2 separate regions of the Mus musculus genome follow, and region 2 is linked to region 1. A link is a contact called in public Hi-C data. All regions are on one chromosome and are shown on one strand. Each heading gives the region's core, a stretch centred on a gene start, on an enhancer-like site or on the middle of the called end of the contact. The rest is flanking DNA. Distances are from core to core; before and after follow the strand shown.

The links. Hi-C and Micro-C count contacts between places; a contact is called where the count stands out from the background.
Region 2: a Hi-C map of B cells shows a contact between it and region 1, with 17 read pairs. The contact joins the enhancer-like site here to the promoter of Hspa13 in region 1. A contact is called at or near these places in 1 of 15 datasets of contacts at CTCF or cohesin (pro-B cells), 2 of 484 Hi-C or Micro-C datasets (B cells and bone marrow-derived macrophages), 4 of 115 datasets of contacts at active chromatin or transcription factors (the 230-238 cell line, bone marrow-derived macrophages and large pre-B cells) and 2 of 9 other capture datasets (adipose tissue and liver).

The regions. Positions count from the first base shown.
Region 1 is chr16:75,765,280-75,768,192 of GRCm38.p6, forward strand. Hspa13 (heat shock protein 70 family, member 13) reads right to left here and starts at 1,539. Exons shown (of 5, transcript NM_030201.3): 1 at 1,456-1,539; 2 at 1-5. The coding sequence starts at 1,480.
Region 2 is chr16:76,052,203-76,055,104 of GRCm38.p6, forward strand. No RefSeq gene overlaps it. Among named protein-coding and RNA genes, the nearest start is that of Gm15555, 53 kb to the left of the region's middle. Within about 2 kb of position 1,494, at least 54 of the 459 cell types and tissues checked have an H3K27ac peak or open chromatin away from gene starts, as enhancers often do. A contact at or near this core is called in the 230-238 cell line, B cells, bone marrow-derived macrophages and 1 more, where this site is marked.

The sequences.
Region 1 (2,913 bases), core at 289-2,788:
TGAACCTGCAAAAGGTAAAAAGATAAGTTTTTATGAAGCTACCACCATATACTGTACCTATAGCAACATCTTCTTAGTAGCACTTTTAAAACAAAACATAAAATATTTCACTTTATAGGATTATTAGCTACTTCTTTTGGACATCAAGTTTTTAACATTCCATCGGGGTACAATTAAAAACAAAGGAGAAAAAAAAAACCCTCAAAAACCAAAAGCCCTCACAAATGTATTTTTGTATAATCCGTTACATGATAATAAAGGAATAAAATGTAAAGATATTTAAATAACCATTATGCTGTTGTTGAATGAAAATATCACAAATGTGAAACTAAAGCTAAATACAATCCAGTTTTCTTGGATTATTGCTATTTAGATTGATAGCTTCATAAACAGTTTTTACCTGTTATTACTAAAATGAAATGCCATTATGAAATTCCCACAGAGACAGCTTTGGTATGTAAGTCTAACCTGTTTGGTTATCGTCTTTACCCATTCAAAAGGATAAAATACGTAAGTTGGATATGTTGATCTGAAAACTGCTTAGGCACTACTGTTACCTCATAGAGTCCAGAAGAGATTTTGCATATATAAGCATTCATTAAGGATATACTTTTCAAAATAGATATTAGGGAAGAAGTATGCAAGTGCTAACCCTGATAGCAACAATATGTAAACTTCCCGAAGGCAAGTTCTAGTCACCATTGAATAGTACGGCCCATGAAGAGCAGAGGCTCAGCAAATATTTAAGGGAAAAGATCATATAGAAACATCAGGCATATTGTACACAAAAGCGAATAAGAACATCACTTTGAGTTTAGAATTAATATCTGATTTGGTTTCACTAGTCTGCGTAATACACCTGTCCCCACTCAAACCCATAATGTCACTCGGTAGTGCTGTTGGTAATTGCTAGCTCCTTCAAATCAACGCCTGGCACATCATAGCAGACCAAGAACCTATCCACTTGTCTCTTCCCACCTACAGACAAATCTCAAAAGCATCTCAGCGTTTGGCAAGGGAATGTTGATTCCCAATCGGTATGTTCAAAAGAGAATCCATCTAAGAATGCACAGGGACTTGAATCCCTCCCAATTCCGCATCCCGAGTGAAGCCAAGAGTCTTCAATCTCGAGATCCCCTTCTTATTCACAGTGGGTTCTCGCACAGAGAACCGATTTCGGCTACCCATTCAAGACCGAGGTCGTTAGCATTCCTAGGCCCTCGTCTCTCAGACCTGTGGCTGGTGGCACGACCCCAAGAGGCCTCCGGCAAGTCAGACCCCCGACTCCAGACGCCCCGCCCCCACCAGCTCCAAACAGCCTTAGCCCCCTTTTCAGGCTCCCTTCGGCTGCGTGACCTGTGATTCAGAGAGTGAGACAACCAACCCTTGCCCACCCAGACCTCGTCGAACTTCCCCGTCGACTTCCATAGTTGCAGGGACCCCTGAGATACTGACCTAAGATCGTCATCTCTCCGGCCATCAGTCCCGCCGAACAGGCAGAAGGATGACTGTACCGATGGGAGGCACCGCCCCCTAGTCGCCGGCTGTCGCGCAGCCTCCTGGGAAATGTAGTCCGTCGGCTCCGAATTAGCCGGAGGAACTACGATTTCCACCACAGCAATGACTCCATCTACCATGAGGCCGCGGGGCGGATTTTACTCAGGCCAGTGAGGGAAGACTCGGCCTCCCCACGCACGAAGGCCCAACAAACCAGGCTTTGTTGTGGGAGCAGCGTCTGGGAAAGGCCAGAGTTTGTCATTCATCAAACCCAAAACGCTGCGAGCTTACTCGCGGTTAAAAAAAAAAAAAAAAAAAAAAAAAAAAAGTCCCTGTAGCCCCGCCTCACCGCGTTGTATTGTGGGAACTGCAGTTCTGGACTGTCCAGAGCTTGGAAGGCATAAAGAGGATAAAACCAATTAAGATTCCGAGGTGGGTTGCGTTGCCAGGCAGGCGGGGAATTCAAACTTCCGGTTTTTTTGTTTGTTTGTTTTTGTTTTTTGTTTCGTTTTGTTGTTCAGCCTCTTTTTTAAGGTTTATGCGTCTTTGGTCGAAATCAAGATTCTAGATAGACTTCTCCTAAGCCCTCCGAAGTCCCCTTAGCATTCCACAGTGGGGCAGTCCTACCGGAGACCCCACCTCTGGTGTACCTGTTCGTTGCTTTGCAAATATCCTTGCAGTCATTAAATGCAATGCCAGCCCGATGCTGTTGGCAGTAAATTATTTCACGGGCTCGTCAGGAATGAAGTTTGTCCAGGACCGCATGGTTTATCCAAGATATTTTCAAATCTAATATTAACATTCACATATGCTATTACCAACTAATATGGAAAGATACATTCTACTTTTCGTTTTAATTATGTCATAAATGGCCAGAATTGTCTTCCTGGACAGGTCCGTCCTTTCACGTGTTGACTATCCGATCACTTTTCCCCTGGCGCCATAAGACACGTTAGCAAAGCAATTTGAAGAAGACAAGATTTATTTTGGCTCAAAGTTCAATGGTACAGTTCCTCATAGCAAGGAAGTCACGGAGGCAAGACCTTTTAACCAGCTGTCCCCATTGCACCCAGTCAGGAAGCAGAGACAGGAAACGAAGGCATCTCTCTCTCTCTCTCTCTCTCTCTCTCTCTCTCTCTCTAATTCAGCCTTGAACCTGCTGGATGTCGGAATAGCAGTGCTCATAGTTAGGCGAAGTCTTTTCGCCTCAATTAATCAGGTCAGAAACGCCCTCATATACATACCCGGAAGTTTACTTCCATGATGATTCTGAATCCCAGCAAGACGAAAAGATTAACCACAATTATTGAGGGGGAGGATACAGGTGGTTTTTAGTATATAAAACATGATGTTTTCCCCTCACTGTTTAATATTTGATACGACTTAAGGACTCCTGGACGTGACTTTACTGTTGGG
Region 2 (2,902 bases), core at 244-2,743, 290 kb after region 1:
ATCTTAAAATGAGTGTGTGGTGATTGTATTGTCTAACAGAAGATTTAATTTAAATGAGATAACTGCCTCTGACAGAGCAGCATGCAGCTCGATCACAGAATTCAGAAACAAATCCACACAAAACGATTCTGGAAAAACTGCCTGTGAAATTCTTACAGAAATTCTTACTAAAATTTCCTCCAAATCGGCACCTTAAAATGTGGACCACACGGGAAGGAAACGGATAGGAAGGTAATAATGTATGACATATGTAATAGGGGAACGTCTCCAATTAGTGAGAATTAGTAAACTTAATTATGAGGTAATCATTAAAGCCGTTCCAGTTGATTGGGTTGTTTATCGCTAACTGTACACAATGGTGAGGCTACAGTCTTGGCTTAACTATCTGTGATACATCCAACTAAGCAGAGTCAAGAATCTAAGATAAATAAATGTAAGACACATTACTGATCTGATTGTTGCTTTTGACACACCCGAATTTGCTCTCTGAAACCTCAGTTTGTTAATATGGCACATCTATCCCATGCTTCCTTTGCCTACCATATCCACTGAATTGTTTTAATGCTTCCAATTCAGAAACCTGACACCCTCACCCTCACCTCACTGTCAGGTGGCCTTCTTCACAGCTGCACCCCAGGCTCACCACCTACTCTGCTCTCCTGACCATCAACAAACACCTTCCAGAGCTAAAGGACCTAGATAAGGCATTCTCTGACAGAATCCACTGTTTGTTTGTTTTCGAAATTACAGACCTGAAACTTGAGACTTGAAAGCTTTCTGAAGTCAATCGGAAGTATTCCTGCACACGTGTATTTAGTATTCTTTTAGAAAACAAGGCGTTCATATCAGATTGTGTCTTTTTAGGAAAATACCTCGAGGGCAGAGGCAGAAGAGCTTATCCAGGAGTCTAAGATTTTCATGACTGACCCCAAAGATGTTTTATGGCATCCCACCACACCTTCCTCCTGAATTCCTACCTCCCTTTGCTTTCTGAGATGCACTAAGTCTCCCATCCTTCCATGTTTGTACACACGCTGTCTCTTTCTTTAGAGCATGCTGGCCTCTCCAGCTTCATACATTATCCAACTGCATTGACTCTTGCAAAATTCAACGGAGAAGTTCCTTTTTCTAGGAAGTCTGCTCTGCCTCCACCCAACACCATGATAACATGCATTTGGGAATGTTTTTCTTGTTTGCTATAGCACCTGGACGTACCGGTCTAGAGGGAGAAGGTTGGTTTTCAAAGTTTGGTGAAAAAAACAGAGTTAGCTGAGCAAGGAGAAACTAAAGTAGTCACAGGAAGTTTCACAGCCATCTTTCAATCAGTAAAAATCATGCCCAGGGCAATCATTAATTAATAGCAGGCATTTGGCGCAGCACATCGCTGGAAGTGAATTGCTGGGAAAGTAGGGTTGGGTAGAAATAGGGATGGTGCTTAAAGTCTGCTCTGAGGCCTGACACAAGCAGAGCTGAGACTTGTCTCCTCACTGCAAAAGGAACTTGAAATGAGGAACTGATGTCCCAAGGCGGAATCGCATGCTATCTGAAGAGTTCAGCGGAATTTGGGCACTAGAAAAATTTAACCATCGAAACTAACCCTAAATATAACTCTTTTTATTTTAGGTCTAGAGGACTAAATATAACCATTTACTCATAAGGCAAAAAAAAAAAAAAATCAAGAATTAATATGAGAAATACCTACCAGTCCGTTTATGTGAAAATAACCGCCTTTAATGTACTAAGTTGTACGTATAGTCCACCCCATAGTTATTCTTAGCCTATCCTGTGTAATTTTGAATACTCTATAATTAAAAAAAAAACAGAATTGTTACAATTCATGATTGCTGAGAAGCAACAGCACCTGGCTTCTTACTTCTTTAACAAGATTAATCTCTGCCACAAATCACATTGGCACTCTGGAAGACCTTGTAAAGGGATTTAAAAAGCAGTAAAGTTAAATGTAGAATGATCTAAGCAGCAAAGAGAATGAGCAGGTAAGGCTGGCTTGGCAGGGCTTGGGGGCACAGTGAATTTCAGCTGAGCTGAGCTGGAGGAAGAGAGGGCTGCCATGGTGACGGGAAACACAACAGGAGAAGAAGTCAGGAAGAAGACCCTGATGAGCACAGGCGTTCCAGCTTTAAAATCCTGACTGTCCCCTGCCTTTTGTACATCGGGGAGGGGTGGCCACAAAATCTTAAACTTGTGTGTAAATATCTCAGAGCCTTGCTGATGTCTTTAGAGTGTGCACAAAATACCTGGACCTGTGTGGTTTGCGCTTCTTTTAGATGTTTTCCAAATGAGCATAGCCTAGGCTGAGCAAAATGTAGCACAGCCCTCAAAAGGAGCGCTGTTTGCAAGACCAATGGGCCTCTCAAAAAAAAAAAAAAAAAAAAAAAAAAAAAAAAAAAAAGGAGCGCTGTTGCCTAGCCTAGCAGAGACTTGATGTGCCCTGGTGGGGAGATACACAGGAAGTCCCCATCTGCTCTGAGGAGAGAAGAGAGAGAGGTATCCTGGAGTGGGGGGGTGGGGGGTGGAGGGGGATGGAGGAGATGACGAGGAGCAGTGAGTGGAATATAAAGTCAATAGGTGTAAATAAAAATTAAAAACAAACAAACAAAGCACTGTTAGCTGGTTGGAGTGCTTCAGTCTGTCTGTCCACTACTAGAACAGAGGGTAACTCTTTGGAAGTGACTCCCTAACTTGTGTAGTGGTGATCCAAGGCAGGTATCATGCTTTAGATTTCTCATGTGTCTAATGGTGAAAATAGATAACCCTGTGTGGGATTGCTCTGAGGGTAGTGTTAGCATTAAATTGAAGCTTCTAGATCAGTTCCTGAGCCATCGCGAGCAGTATATATGTACACGCTGACTAAACTCCGCAAGGGAAGTGAAACACTGGAAAA